2 separate regions of the Anser cygnoides genome follow, and region 1 is linked to region 2. Evidence: chromatin contacts called from public Hi-C data. All regions are on one chromosome and are shown on one strand. Each heading gives the region's core, a stretch centred on a gene start, on an enhancer-like site or on the middle of the called end of the contact. The rest is flanking DNA. Distances are from core to core; before and after follow the strand shown.

Evidence for each region. Hi-C and Micro-C count contacts between places; a contact is called where the count stands out from the background.
Region 1: a Hi-C map of liver shows a contact between it and region 2, with 9 times the contacts expected there. The contact joins the enhancer-like site here to the promoter of GNMT in region 2. A contact is called at or near these places in 2 of 7 Hi-C or Micro-C datasets (both in liver).

Annotation. Positions count from the first base shown.
Region 1 is chr3:15,072,074-15,079,142 of Taihu_goose_T2T_genome, forward strand. No RefSeq gene overlaps it. Among named protein-coding and RNA genes, the nearest start is that of SNX5, 20 kb to the right of the region's middle. Within about 2 kb of position 3,243, at least 2 of the 3 cell types and tissues checked have open chromatin away from gene starts, as enhancers often do. A contact at or near this core is called in liver, where this site is marked.
Region 2 is chr3:14,431,767-14,439,003 of Taihu_goose_T2T_genome, forward strand. It overlaps GNMT (glycine N-methyltransferase), which reads right to left and starts at 5,131. Exons shown (of 6, transcript XM_066993522.1): 1 at 4,821-5,131; 2 at 4,605-4,732; 3 at 4,393-4,506; 4 at 3,761-3,903; 5 at 3,478-3,599; 6 at 3,097-3,404. The coding sequence starts at 5,026. The coding sequence ends at 3,233. It overlaps PEX6 (peroxisomal biogenesis factor 6), which reads left to right. Exons shown (of 18, transcript XM_066993520.1): 17 at 841-980; 18 at 1,314-1,886. The coding sequence ends at 1,450.

The DNA.
Region 1 (7,069 bases), core at 1,993-4,492, 640 kb after region 2:
ACCATCACCGTCTTCATTTACTGCCTTGAATTCCTACATTTTGTTTCTCTTTGCACACAGGAAGGACAGGCAAGTTTTTTTTATATCATCTTGTCAATGTCAGTGACCAGCTTCTGCGTCACCTTGCATGTCTCACGGGGCATAGGGCTGAAACTCCACAAAGAACTGGCAGCCTTAAAGAAACTGAGACAGGACCTGCACCAGCAGGCCAAATGGTTCCAGCCCAGACCTAGAAGGTCATCCCAGGGCTGCAAAAAACTTTCTGCAGTAGATAGATGCAAATAAACAGGCCCCAGCTAAGTTTAAAAAGCCTGGTCTCCCATCTGGGCAGAGGAAGCACGTCAAAGTGAAGACATATAAACACACTGTCAGTTATCAATGGGAAAATAAAGCAGCACAGAGGGTGGGAAGTGACTTGTGCAAATATACCTAGGGAGGGCTGGTATAGAAAGGAGGTGGTGGTGCTTTGTGGTCAGTCATAAAAGGAAGATGTGAATCAGGTCACTGCATACTGACTCCAGACAGACGTCAAAAGCAACCATGTTCAGAGCTAGACAAACACGGCCATGGAACCCCATCGGTGTAAATCAGCCTTGCATCCGTGCAAGTCAACATGATGCCAGGTTACATCAGAAGACACTCCAGCCTCCTCTCCCAATATGAGAAGAAACCGTGCAAGAGGCTTGTTTGAACTAGGATTACATCATCCTGCACTGCAAAAAAGCTGGGCTGTGGCAAGTCCAGGAACAGCTGCCAGGGAAATCCTGGAGTCGCTTTAGGGAAGATCTGGGAGTTTCACCCCTCAACCAGAGCCCTGAGTTTTTGATGCTGTTCCCATCACGTTGCTTGTCAAAGGTGCTCGGCTTCACCCACACCATCCCTATGAGCAACCCCCAAGACATAACCCAGAGGCATTGCTGCTGATTTAACAGCATACAGCATTAGGAAGCACACGGCTCATTTAAACATACCATGTTACAAGTCAACACTGACTGGTGTGTACTGAGGAGCTGAAAAGCACAAGCTGCCTTTCCTCTCCAGCCAGGACACCTTGTATAACACCACGGGCTACAATGCAGAAGTATCCTCTGGAGCCTTGCAACAGCAAGTTCAGCTTCGTGAATGTCAGCATAAAAATTTGGCCCAGAAAACACTGCCAAGCAGAGGTTAAAGCTCCATGAGTCAGCCAGGATTTTCTCTACCTGCTTCTGTTCATCACCTACCACAACTCAGGACTACAACAGTGTGGACAGACAGGACAGCAATGGGACAGAACCAGACCTGAACAGACAAACCTGTTTCTGAAGGGAGGGAAACTCCTGATCCAGTGGCCCCTCTGCAGATTATCAATAACCACTGGTGTGCATCAGTGGTAATCTGCTGGTCTGGCCTCTGAGGCAGACGATGGGAAAGACAGACAAATATTGGTCGTGGGTATTGTGGTTGCACCTAGCAGCAACCAAGCACCCCAACCTTTACGTAACTTGAAGCTAACAGCGATGGCTCAACGAAGCTAATTAGCCCCCACGGACTTATCTGGTCTCAGCTCCTGCAGGAACTGGGTCCTCTCACAGAGCCTGCACTGGAAGGATGGTGCTAACACGTCCTGAAAGATCCTTCTCAAATCTCACTTCTTCCCTGTCCCTCAGGGACAGGGCAGCTCTCACCACCTAGGCGTCTGCAGGAACCAGCCAGCTCCTAGAGCCGCAAATATGGCCCAGACTGCTGCCCCTGCCTCCAGCAGCAGCAGCCAGGACATGCCTCAGACTGCCAGGTGAAGAATACAGACCCGCCACTGCAGAAATGCCTCCTGCTTTAGGCGGCCCAGTGGAAGAAAAGGCAGAGACCTTCCTCTGCAAACAGTAGAGGAAAAAAAAAAAAAAAGGAATAAGAGGAACTGTGGATTTAAAGTAAGAGGCAAATAGTGTAAATTTGCTAAATATCTTACTCCCAAGAGAAAATCCCTTCTGCTTCTCACATTAATCAGGGCACTTAGGACTAGTCCTAACCAGCTGCTCCCACTTCCTTTGTCCATCGCCTCTTCAAACACACAAGAAGCACACTGAGACGGAGCAAACGTGCAAAGATCTGCAGACAAAACCGAGACCTTTGGAAAACACTCCATGCTAGCAAGCACCCCTCTTCCCCCACAGAGGCAGCTGTGCTTTACAGTAGGACAGTTTCCAATGTTTTCCTTCTCTGTGCAGACGAGGGATTTCCTGTCCTCCATGGCAACAACCTTGCATTTACTGAAGGAGGCCGTGCCAATAATCTCCACAGCAGAATGAAAAATTTTAAAGTGGCACTGCCTGTTCGCTCCCAGCTTCAGCTCGCTGATGTTTTCCACGTCCACGGTCCGGAACCACTCGTGAATGGGGCTAATCTCCAGCGTTGCAACTGCCCACGCATGGGAAGCTATTCCCAACCCCTACCAGTACTTCAGAAACTGATCTCAATCCCTACTAGTACTTCAGAAACTAATCTTTCTGAAGAAGGCACCAACACCGTCACCTCCCAGCTAGAGCTGACTAACCACCTTCCAAAGCCTTTGCTAACAAGGCACGATTCTCAGTTCGGAGTCAGTCCCCATCATGCAGACAGCCTTGGGGTTACGTGGCCCACATTTTCCCCCTGCAGGTTTAGAAGTCCCTCCCGAAAAGGAAGCACTGGTCCAAGAGTTTCAAAGCAGAGCTGAGCTAAGCCTTCCCTGCAAAGTCTCCCCTTCTCATCCCCTCTCGGCCTGCCTGCGTGTTGCTCTGCTGCAGGAACACAGATTCAGTACACTGAGCTGGCGACAGGCCCATCTTTGGTTTGGCCCACCTCCATTTTGGCCCATCTCATGCCATTTTAGTGAGTTACATCAGCTTGGCACACGGCCACACGAACATCAGGACCAGCCCAAGGGAAGCAATAGGAACAAAACAGGAGGGGAAGTGAGGCCATCCCCTTTCAGTGGCAGCAAGCTTGTGATGAAACTACATCTTTCACTGACCAAATTTAATTAGACAACTTTACTAGCGTAGCTCTGCTGAATCGCTCATTAACCTCTTATGCCTGAAGACGAGGGTTTTTTTGAGCAAGACCTTCCAGGAGGAGTACTTCAAGAAAGAGCTGGGAGCCGCTGACTAAATGAAGCCAAACCTGAGGTAAGTTTTTGAGCTGAGCCACAGGTGCAAACTAAACCTGTGCTGCCTTATGAGAGAGGCCTGGGTGGTTTCTATCAGAACAAACCTGATCCAAACTAAAACAGACGCAGTAAAGTAGTAAATTGGTTTCAAAGCAGGCAGTAGGCTAGCATCAAAAAGGAACCTTAAAATACTTTTCACTCATTTTTTATACCAGTGAATCAGACTGTCAGAGGCATGTTTCATAAAGAACAGGCTTAGGAAAGTTGGTAAGTAACAGTAAATTTATGCTAAACAAAAGAAACAGAAAATGAATTAAAATCCCTTTAACTGATAGGGACAGTCCTATAGCCTTACCCAAAAGAAGTTAAGGTGTTATAAGCAGTAAGCACACACGACCTGGCCGCTGCACTCTGCCTTTCAGTGTTGACAAGAAGCTGAGGTATCAGCAGCAAAGTACTTGCAATGCATTTCCAAGCGCCTGGGACTCCGCCACCCTCCCTGCAAAAAGTGACCTTGCAATGCCGCTGCCAAGTAAAACAGACCCACAAAACAGAGCACTAAAAGCCACTTAGGCTGACACATTTCACTGCGTTGGGCTGGACACGGAACAGTCACACCAGCAGTTACCACGTTTCCACAGAAGAGCAGCAAAGCGCGGCCAAGGGGCAGTCAAACTGAAATCACAAACTCATTTGGCTGCTTCCAGCAGCAGCAGATCGAGACAGCGGGAGCCCCTGGACGGGGATTTTAGATCCAAGTTAAATTTCTGCCTCTGCTGCACATTCCCTGTGGGATGACAGGCAAGTCACCTTTTCCATGCTCTCCGTGAATCCCCTCCCCTGCAAAAGGGGTCCTGTTCTTGCTGGTCTGTTCAAATCATAAGGCTGTCCCAGCAGGGGTTATTTTTAGCACGCAAGCACGAAAACCCAGCTGAGATGGACTCTGATCTCAGCTGGGCCTTCTCATCAGCTCTGTAATATAAAAAGTAAACAGAAAGCAAGGCTGAGCCCACACCAGAGCTCAGCCACTGGACAGTGTTTGATAGCAGATAAAGCACGTTTCCAGAAACCAGCCAGCTGCAGGTCTAAAGCCAGAACCAGGCAACGACCTGAGGGATTAAAACGGATCACCAGAGCTGGTATTCATTCCCCAGTGACTAGTGAGCTGCAAATGGACACATTTCAAAGCCAGTTCAGCTATTCCACTGTAACCATGCAGTGACGCAGGTGTTTCTCAGGAGCACAAGCTGAAATAACTCAGAGCTGATCGCTCAGGCACAGCAGCAAGTGCTGGGATAGCAGGAGAGTACTCAAAGCTACGCTCAAGAATGGGACCTCTGCGGAGCTCTTTGCTTCACAGCACAAGCAAGCAAGCTGTTCCTCCCCGTCTTTTAAGAGAGGCTGCAGGTGCCAGAGGCTATTAATACCCACCAGGAGAATCTTCCTAGCTCCACATGTAGTGAAATTCACATTTGCTGCCATCAGAAGCGTAGCACACAGCTACAAAGCTACTGGAGGACAGGGCCTCAGATCAGAGCTGAGCACCCCTGAAGCGCGTGGAATCAAGAAGAAACGGGATAGAGCAGAGAAGAGAGAAGCTGAAAAAAATCGGGAGCACATAGAAAAAAAACACTAGTGGTGATAAACCTAATTAAAACACCAGTAATCATCCCAAGATAACTCAGACTGCAGCTGAATTTCTCCCTCCAGCCAGGACCAGGGTGTTTAGCAGTTTCTCAGGCTCGTGAAGCTAGTCATAGCTGCAGAACCACTGTGAGCATCACAAAACCAGCAATAACTTAGCATACACAATCCATGCTCACAGCTTCCCTGGGCTTTCTGTATCCCAAAGGCACAGGAACTGTTCTCTTCGCGGTTCACCACCCTTAGCATGTGATGTGTCTCCCTAGAATCATTAGTACTTGCATAAATCAGAGTAAAACAGCTCTTTTTCCAAGCACACTTGACCCTTAATCATACCCTTTCTGTGGCTACAGAACACTTTTATTGAATTCCTCGTTTCTTGCACCACTTGAAATAGCAATCTCACGCAACAGGACACGTTTATCAGCTTATCATACTTGACCAGGTTGGTTCCCACCTGCAGTTTTCCAATGCCCAGATGCTGCCTACACCCTGAGTACAATTGACACCTATTTCACCCATCCCCAAATGCTCTCATTTTAACATGCCCCACCCGTTGCGAACTCACCATACCAAGACCATGGTCTTCCTAATCCAGCTACCTTCTGGGTTAAGCTAACCCCTTCTGGGTTTGCACTGACCCAAATCCACAGCTCTGTTCTTGTCTTACCTTCCAGCTCTGCTGGAAACAGCCAGAAACCTGCAGCACCCATGGGCCTGGTTCTAGCCACTTGACCTGCACCATCCCAGCAAGCACCTTCACTTCTCTGTAAGCAGAGAAGCGCGACTGCTGTCCAAGGACATGAATCACCTCCCTGCTCCCTAATGCTGAGCACATAGCTGGATTCCTCAGGATCCGTGCATCTGTTGCGAGGGTAAAAAAGAAAAACATCTGCTCCTTCCCAAGATGGAACAGAAAAAGCCAGACTCCCAATTTACCATGTGTGGAAGGGAGCACTGTATCCTACAACACCCTGCATAGCCCAGAAGCTGCACGCCAGTAGAAGCACTCTCCCTCAGAGGGCAATTCCTCTGTGCTATCTCCTACCTCCAGGTAATAGCAGTGACTGCCCCTGTCAAAATTAGAGCTGGATGTTTAACAAGCCTGAGTAAACTTCATCATAGTTAGCCTTCCCTCTGACTTTACACAAAAAGCCACATACCACAATAACCATGACAATGGTGAAGCTTGTGGATGGGCTTTGGTGGAGAAACACAACTCCTAGACCAGAGCAACAGGCTGTAAACATAAACTGCTTCACAGATGTGATGGGTAAGAGTACGCTAAACAGTCAGCCTTTGTATGGGACATCTATAAACTCTGTTTTTGCCTTTTAAATTGAGTCTCTGCAATATTTCTGAACACTTGGTTTTATATTGATTATATTGTCTTGTTACACCAGCTTGCTTGTGCTGATCTTTGTTCTGTTCAAGGCCCTGCTACAAGGCAAGCCATATTACATTAGTTAAAGATTTTAATTTCTTACGAGCAGACTGTTTTCACATGCAGACAATTTTTCAAATATCAACATCAGTCTAGCTGTCAGGTAAGAAACTAGGGTATGCAGCATCTTTCCACTATTTCATTACAGCTCAGACTGAAAGCAAACGTGGTGCTACTGGTTACCAGCAATTGTCCCAGGCTGCCACCCACTGGCCTCCAGGAACATGATCTGTGCTGTGAGTAGTATTTTCCAAGTCAACTTGCTTCAGACATTGAAGCTGACTGTGATGCACTCTACTGGCATAGCTAACACAAAGCAGCTTCCTTTAAAGCAACAGCGTTATTGACAAAGGCTACTTTCTAGATAGTTTCCTGCGGTTAACGTGATTTAACTAACTACTACACCAGTATAAAACCTTAGTTACATCCATTCAAAATCTTTCCAATACTTTTAATCTGATTAGATTAGTACTTTAATCCAAGTCAGGCTATGCAAGAGTAAAAAGATTCTCACCTAAAGCTTCAAACGCACAGTTGCTGGCAGCGCATGTAGCCCACAACAGCCTAGACTGCTTCTGAAGTAAAGACAAAGTGTTTTCTCATATTAATACTAGGTGCAGACTTTCTCAGGGGGAGGACCTGCGAACTGAGTTGACATAGTTAAAGACAAGCATAGTCAGAGCCCAGCTTCTTCAGATTCAGCATAAATACTGATACAACCTGTACGCTCCTAGCTACTGACTTCGATTTACAAAGATGACCCAACTACTACAGCCAGTTTCAGAAAGATCCACCATATAAACAGCATATTACTGCCAACCATCATAAGCAAAGGGACACTACTTGCCCTGTAG
Region 2 (7,237 bases), core at 3,881-6,380:
TCGTCGTACTGCCTCTTGTCTTGGGATGTTGAGGGGTGCTGTTCAGCCTGTGCTCTGTGCGTCTTCCCAGAGAAAACACTGGTTGTGTGGGGTCACCGAGCAGCAGGGTTTGGCTGCTTCTCCGGCTTCTCTGGGCTCCCGAGAGCATCTCTGGAAGCAGAAGAGCAGGCTGTGCAGTTTGGGTGTGGACTTAACACCTCAACAGCTGGGCGAGCAGCAGAGCATCTGCTCTGCATCTGCCTTTGCAGGGACTTTGTGTAATGGGTAGCTGTCATCGCTGCTCCTTTCGAGGATGAGCTGGTAGGAGACGTGAGAGCGCGGGCGGGCTGTGAGCATCGTTTCACGCCGTGCGGCTTGGCAGTCGTGCCCTCCAGTGCTGTGCTCTCGTTCGTGCCGTAGGAGGCTCGCTGCTGTCTGCCGTGTGGCTCTGATGGGGTGGTTTGGTGTTCCAGTGGTTCGTGCTGTCTGTAATTAAGCGTGTTCTTATTCAGCCCTGGCTGCAGGCTGTTCCCAGGTGTGCAGAGCATTTAATTTCCCTGAGTGAGAACTCGAAGTTGCCTTTGATCCTGCTTCGCAGGAGAGAGGACCTTGCTGTGGGGATGTTTCAAAGCGAAATGACTGTGGTTAAAAAAACAAAATAACCAAACAAACATAAACAAACAAACAAAGCCCTTTGATTTTTTGGAGCGTGCAGAGCATAGTCCAAAAGTTGCTAAACATGGGGTGTGACTCTGTGGCCTCTGATTCCTCCTGCCCAGTCACTCTGGCTGCTGCATATCTACCAGACTGTTTTTATTTTTGTCCTGTGGCTCTTACAACTGTGGCTTCATTTCTTGGCAGGTTTAAACTGGATCCTTCGGTGAATCTCAGCAGCATCCTAGAAAAATGCCCGGCTCAGCTGACAGGAGCAGACATCTACGCACTGTGCTCGGACGCCATGATGTGCGCTGTCAAACGCAAGGTGGAATGGATCGAGGAAGGTGGGAGCCCGACCCCAGCCCATCCCAGGTGTTGTGGCTTCCCCGCTCAGGGGCAGAGAGGGCGGTTACCGCTGCTGGCAGTAACTGGGCTTCGGGAGAAGAGCCTCGGTGGCTCTGGGGCTGTCTCTGCGTGCTAGGCTGCGGGTTACTGGCAGGCAGTTTCGACGTGTGTGAGCATCTCCACCTCCAGTGCTTGGCCCCGGGGGGGAAAGAGAAGCATGGGTTTTCTTTCCAGGCCAATTTCCCTCCTTTGGCAGGAGAGAGGGGTGTTGGATCTCGCCAGCCACCCTAGCGCCTTGCTCTCAGTCTTTTCCCATTCTCTGTCTCATGCAGGGCTGGACACAGAGAGCTCTGCTCTCATCCTGACCATGGAGGACTTCCTGCAGGCTGCCGCGAGGCTGCAGCCATCGGTCTCTGAGCAGGAGCTGCTCAGGTACAGACACATCCAGCAGAAGTTTGCTGCCTGCTAACGCTCGGCGGAGGTGGGCCCGAAGGAACAAAGGGAAGGATGCGCTGAAGGTGCGAGAGAACTGGGGCAAAAACAGACGCCCTGCTGGTGGACCCCTTTTTTGAGCTGGGCTGAAAAAGCGGCCATGCAGTTCTGTGTGCAGGCGCTGTTCTGCTCAGCCGCCCTGGGTGGTGGGTTCTGTAGCAGTCCCTCAGCTGTAGAGGAGCACCACGGCGCTGCCAGGAACATGCCAGGGTGACCCCAGGCAGGGGGGAAGCTGAGTCTGGTGGCTGTGGGCAGCTCAGGGGTGTCTCAGGACAGGAAAGCGAGGCCAAAACTCGACCCAGTTTGGCAGCAGGCTGGGGGCAGTCACTTGTGGGACGTGGGGCAATGCTGCTGCCGCAGGCCTGGCCTTGACGTGGTCTCCGTAAATAAATAGAGGTTTCTGCTCCACTGCGGCACTGCCTGGCCTCAGATCTTTGTCCGCTGTGCTCGGGACAGGCCCTGCCAGCCCCTGGGAGGACTGGGTGTCCCAGAGGGGAACCCGTGTCTGGCAGGGAGCAGCGGGGAGTGCAGGCACATGGCTGGGGCCACCCACCCTTGTGGGGCTTGCACCCTTGTGGGTGCTTGCATCTGGCACCCAGAAGATGAAGGAAAATCTCGCTGCTGCCTGCAGAGGGAGCCCCGTTCTTCCTGGAGGAGCTCGGTGCCGGGGTGAGCTGCACTGGGGACAAGTGGCAGCAAGAGCGATTCCCACCAGATACCAGGAAAAGCTTGTCACAGCCTTGGAAATACTCAACCCAACCCTTGGCTGGAGCAGCCCCGAGCTGCCCCACCTAAGCCAGCCTGCGCTGAGCATGAGCTGGACCAGCCACCCCCGAGGCCCTGTCTCGCCTCGCTCCGCAGCTGGCGCTGCTGCTGCACGTGCGCTGCTTCCTGGCCTTTGCCAAGGGTGCCAAATAAATCCCCCACTGGAGCTGTGTGTGTCAGTCAGCTGCCGGGTCCCTGCAGCTGCTCCCGCAGCTCAGGGGCAGTCCCAGGGTAAACCAGGGAGCCATGAGCGCCCCAGCCCTGCTGGGGGGGGTTGGTGCTGCCTGCCCCAGGACTGCTTCCAACTGCATCGCTGCACCACCTGCAGCTGGCGAGGACCCCAGCGCGCTCCTCCCCGACAGGCTGGTCCTCCCGCAGCCGCGGGCACTTGGTGCGTGACAGCCCAGCCGAGTGCCTCGAGCGCTGCTGCTGCTCCGGCTCCTGAGCGTGTTCAGGCAGAGCCGGCCGTGACCGCGACGCCCTGCTGGATGTGGCCACCACCTCTTCCCCAGGGCGGGCAAGGAGGGTGCTGCAGCCGTGCCAAGGGACCAGGGCTGAGAGCAGCGTCAGGAAAAGGGGGGGGTGGAGGTGCGAGGGAGAAGGGTGTCTGCTGGCCTCCCCCGCGAGCGGTGCTGCAGCAGGCGTGCAGCGGTGGGGATGCACAGCCACCCAGGAGCCAGCCCACGCGGGCCTCCTGGCGACTGGCAGCAGCGAGGGGCAGAGAGAGGGGGTGAGGCTGCGCCCGTGACCCCCCCCCCCCGTACTCCCCCCAAGGTCTGGCACTCCTTTCCCTGGGCACCCAGGTCCCCCCGTAGCAGAAGGTGACTCGCCCCATACACGGACACACGGACCACGGGCTCCGGTAGCTCTCACAGGTGCTCTTAATTAACAGGAGGGGGCTCCCAGGCAGCTCACGGCGATGTCCCCAGCCCCCTGCTTGTCCCCAGAGCTGCTCGGAGCTCTCCACCACCACAGTCCCGTCTCCGCAGCCCCCTCATGCCGTCTTCTTCACGACGTGGATGAAGTAGCAGGGGATGTGGGCCTGCCCCGGCGTGTAGGGCTGGAAGTCACCCAGGACGCTGTGCTGGCACTTCCCCTGGAAGGCACCCTTCAGCAGCGCCGTGAAGGCCTCCAGCCGGTGCGGGTAGTATGAGAGCCGAAACTTGCTGCAAGGAGGCAACGGCGGTGAGGCCGGGGGCTCGGTGCCGGCCAGGAACCGCCCTCGCGGCCCCCTCTCACCTCAGCTCCGGGGAGGCCCCCGCCTCCGTCGGGGGGACCTGCACAGTGTAGTCCAGGGTCACCATGTGGGCCTTGTTGTTCACCAGCAGCACCGAGGTGGTGATGTCCTTGGTCAAGTCGCTCTGGGGAGCGCAGGAGGCCGGCTGTGTCCTGCGGGGACTCGGCTGCCCCCAGACCAGGCACAGCCCAGCTCCCCGGGCCCCTCGGGGACCTGGCGAAGGGGCTAGGGAATGGGGTTGGGGCAGAGGGGCCTGGGGTAGGGCAGGGTCCGGCAGCCGCCCACCTTGTAGTAGATGTTCTTGCCGGGCGGCGCGCAGCCCGTGGCCAGGATATGGTCGTAGTTGCGGTGGTCGATGACCAGGACGCCCCCGGGCCGCACCATGCTGGCGATGTTCCTCAGGGCCAGCTTGTGGTCGCTCTGGTCCCCTGCGGGGAGGGAACCGCAGCGTCCCCAGGCAGGGGCTGTGCCCTCGTATCCACAGGACCACCACCACCACCCCCCTCATTTCACCCACATACAAATCACTGCCCCCCCCCCCCCCCCCCCAGCTCTTAGCTCAGGGAACCCACAGCCCCACCCACGGTATGAGCTCAGGCACGTTCTCAGCCTCGCTGGGGCAGCGCAGGGAACCCACAGCCCCACTTGTGGCACGAGTCTGGGTGTGCCTTCAGCCTTGCCAGGGACGCGACACAGACGCACGCAGCCCCAGCACCCCCGGGGCCCGGTGGCCCCGCTCGTGCCACGAACTGGGGCACGTTCCCTGGCGACACGCTGCAACACAGCAATGCCACCTCGGGTAATCCACTCGTGGCATGAGTTAGGGAAAGTTCTCAGCCTCCTGGGAGGCTCTGTGTAGGGGTATATGTGGGTATGTGATACCCTCCCCGAGCCCTCCCAACCCTCCCTGGCCTCACCTTTGAAGTCAGGCAGGTGCGCGAAGGAGTTGCCCAGGCAGATGACGGCGTCGAACCCGTCCCCTGGCTTCTCCAGGTCCTTCTCCAGTGTGAGCCAGTTGGCCTCCTCGATGACTGCAGCGCAGGGGAAGGTATGAGGGCAGCGCCCCCCCTCCCCCAACACCCCCTGCCCGCAAGCTTCCCCCTCCCCCTCGCCCCAGCAAGCCCCGCACCCCATCGGTCGAAGGGCTCCTCCTTGCGCCGCTCCCAGCGCTCCTTCAGCGCGTACTTGAGCATCTTGTCGCTGGCGTCCACGCTGGTCACCTGGAAGCCCTCCTCCAGCAGCATGATGGAGTCCACCCTGGGGACACGGCTGTCAGGGGTGCTGAGGAGGGCTCGGGGGGAGGGGGCTGGGGAGGGAGGGAGCTCACCGGTGCGCGGTGCCTCACCCGGTGCCGCAGGCCACGTCGAGCACGGAGCGGCAGCGGTGCTGGCGGAGCAGCGCCAGGAGCCAGCTGCGGTACTCGGCCGTGCGGCTCCGCGTGTCCCCGATGTACAGCTGCCACACGCGGGCCGCCCGCCCGTCCGCGTACTGGTCCGGCAGCCCCTCCGCCGCCACCCCCAGCGACCGCGTCCGGTACACGCTGTCCACCATCTCCGCCGCCCGCTCCGGCCCCGACCCCGGCTCCGGCTCCGGCCCCGGCCCCGCTCCGGCCCCGGCCCCGCTCCGGCCCCGGCCCCGCTCCGGCCTCGGCCCCGCTCCCGGCGCGCCACTCCCCCGGGCGCGCCACTCCTCCCGGCGCGCCACTCCTTCGCCACGCCCCCCGCACTCCCCCCGCCGCCCGCCAATCCCCTGCCGCGCCCCTTCCCGCGCCACGCCCCCCGCCGCCCCTCTCGGCCAATCGGCGCCGCCCGCCCTCTTCCCGCCCTCCGGCTGCGCGCCACGGCCCGGCGGCGGCGGAGGGGGTCGGGGTCGACGCCTTCGTTGCAGCCGAGCGGGGCGGGGGCTCCGTCCCCGGGCTGCCAGCGGCTGGGGGGGGCTGAAGCGTGCGGGGGGTTAACTGTGGGTGAACCGAGGGGCCGGAAGCCGTGGGGAGAGCCAGGAGGAGCAAGGGAGGCGTACGGGGTGAGGGAGTGCTGGTGCGAAAACAGCACCGCTGAGGGTGTGCGTGACACGCACGAGGTCCTGCGGAAAGCACCGTGAAAAATCTCCTGCGGGCACAAGTGGAAAGTTACCGGGCCTCTGTGCCTAGGGTGCACAAAGAGCACACGTGGCCTAGTAAAGTCTGATTTCGATCCGGCACGTTGGAGGCTGTGCCTCTCCCCCTGCCCCAAAAGGCGCCCGGAGCACTTCGCTCACAGGTGGCGAACTTGGGTCGCTGAAAGGGGGCGAGTTCGTGCACGACTCATCGCCTTCTGCGGGATGGAGGTAAGCAGCCGAGGACTATGGGGAGCGAAACATCCCAGGAACAGAAAACGGTGTTAACTCTAATGGAAAACATTTTGATAAAAGCATGGGAAAATTATACCGGTCCTAGATCTCAGAATGCTGTTTGCGTGGGGGATGGACTCTAGTTCAATCTACAAGCCTGAGACCTGACACCAAATCGGGGTTAAACTCCAGGACTCAGTCAGGTGAGGTGACAGAACAGTGGTGGGCTGCTCACAGCATGGCGAACGATGTCTGATACCCTAAAACAACACACCCAGACACCTGGGGACAGGCGGGGGCTCCTGTGACCGTACACCATGAGCTTCTTGCAGTCGGTGTCTGAAACGCACGTCCTGGCGCCGCACGACTGTCAGACTACAGCATGAACACTTCCAACAGCCACTCGATTCATGGTGCGGTCTAGCCAACGGCGCCGGCTAGTGGGCCAACAAGCAGTTGAAAACCTAGGCTGACCAGCCCGTGATCTGTTATGTGGAGATGCTGGAAAGCCTACACAGTCTTCTGTCACCATGAAGCAAGGGCCGCAGGATTCTTTTATGCAATTTCTGGAGCGGCTGCTAGGTGCCCTTTACAGGTAAGTAGATCTTGCTGCAGCTCGGGAAGTTTTGTTGGAACAGCTGGCGGTTGAAAATGCTACTGCGGATTGCCAACGGATCTTAAAAACCCCGCGAAATCCTGCACTTACGGACACGATAGACGCGTCAGAAGGTGGACACCCAACCGCATCAGGTTAACCTTTTAATGTAGGCTTTTGCGGCTTTCCACGCCAGATCCTCCAAACGCTTTTACTGGGGGGAAACTGGTCACTTTAAAAGGAAATGCCCCCCAAAAATGCCGAGCCAGCGCAACAAGAGGACATGCGCCGACACAGGCCACCCCTGGCACTGGCAGCCCCAGCTTGTACACCTGCACCAGCAGAAGCGCCAGTAACACTCTCTGATACCATTACCCTGATCCCAACGGGAGCCAGGGGACCGCTGGCGACGGATGCCCAGGTGCCGCGATGCTTGACCGAAGTTCATGGGGAATGCAGCTTCGGCTCCACGGGGCCTGCAGAAATTATGCGGGCCCAAAAGGTCTCTGCGCAGCGCCCTTCCTACTGCCATAAACTCCGACATTCTGCTCAGCGAAATGAGATGCGGGGCCGAGATGGGTCCCAGCGAGATGGCTCCAGTCATCATTACGTCAGCCATTGCCGTCCTGACGATGACAGTACCTGTGGACGGAGTGTGGATCCCGCCACAACCCAAGAACATTTGGGTAACTAGCAAATAAGACTGGCCAAGACGCCACGTGCCTCGCCTTGTCTACCCTGGGAACCCTTTTTCTATGTGCCTGGTGTCCAGCAGACACCTGGCCTCCACCTACTGCACAGGGTTTGTGTAGCACCGTAAGAAACTGTGCTGATAACTG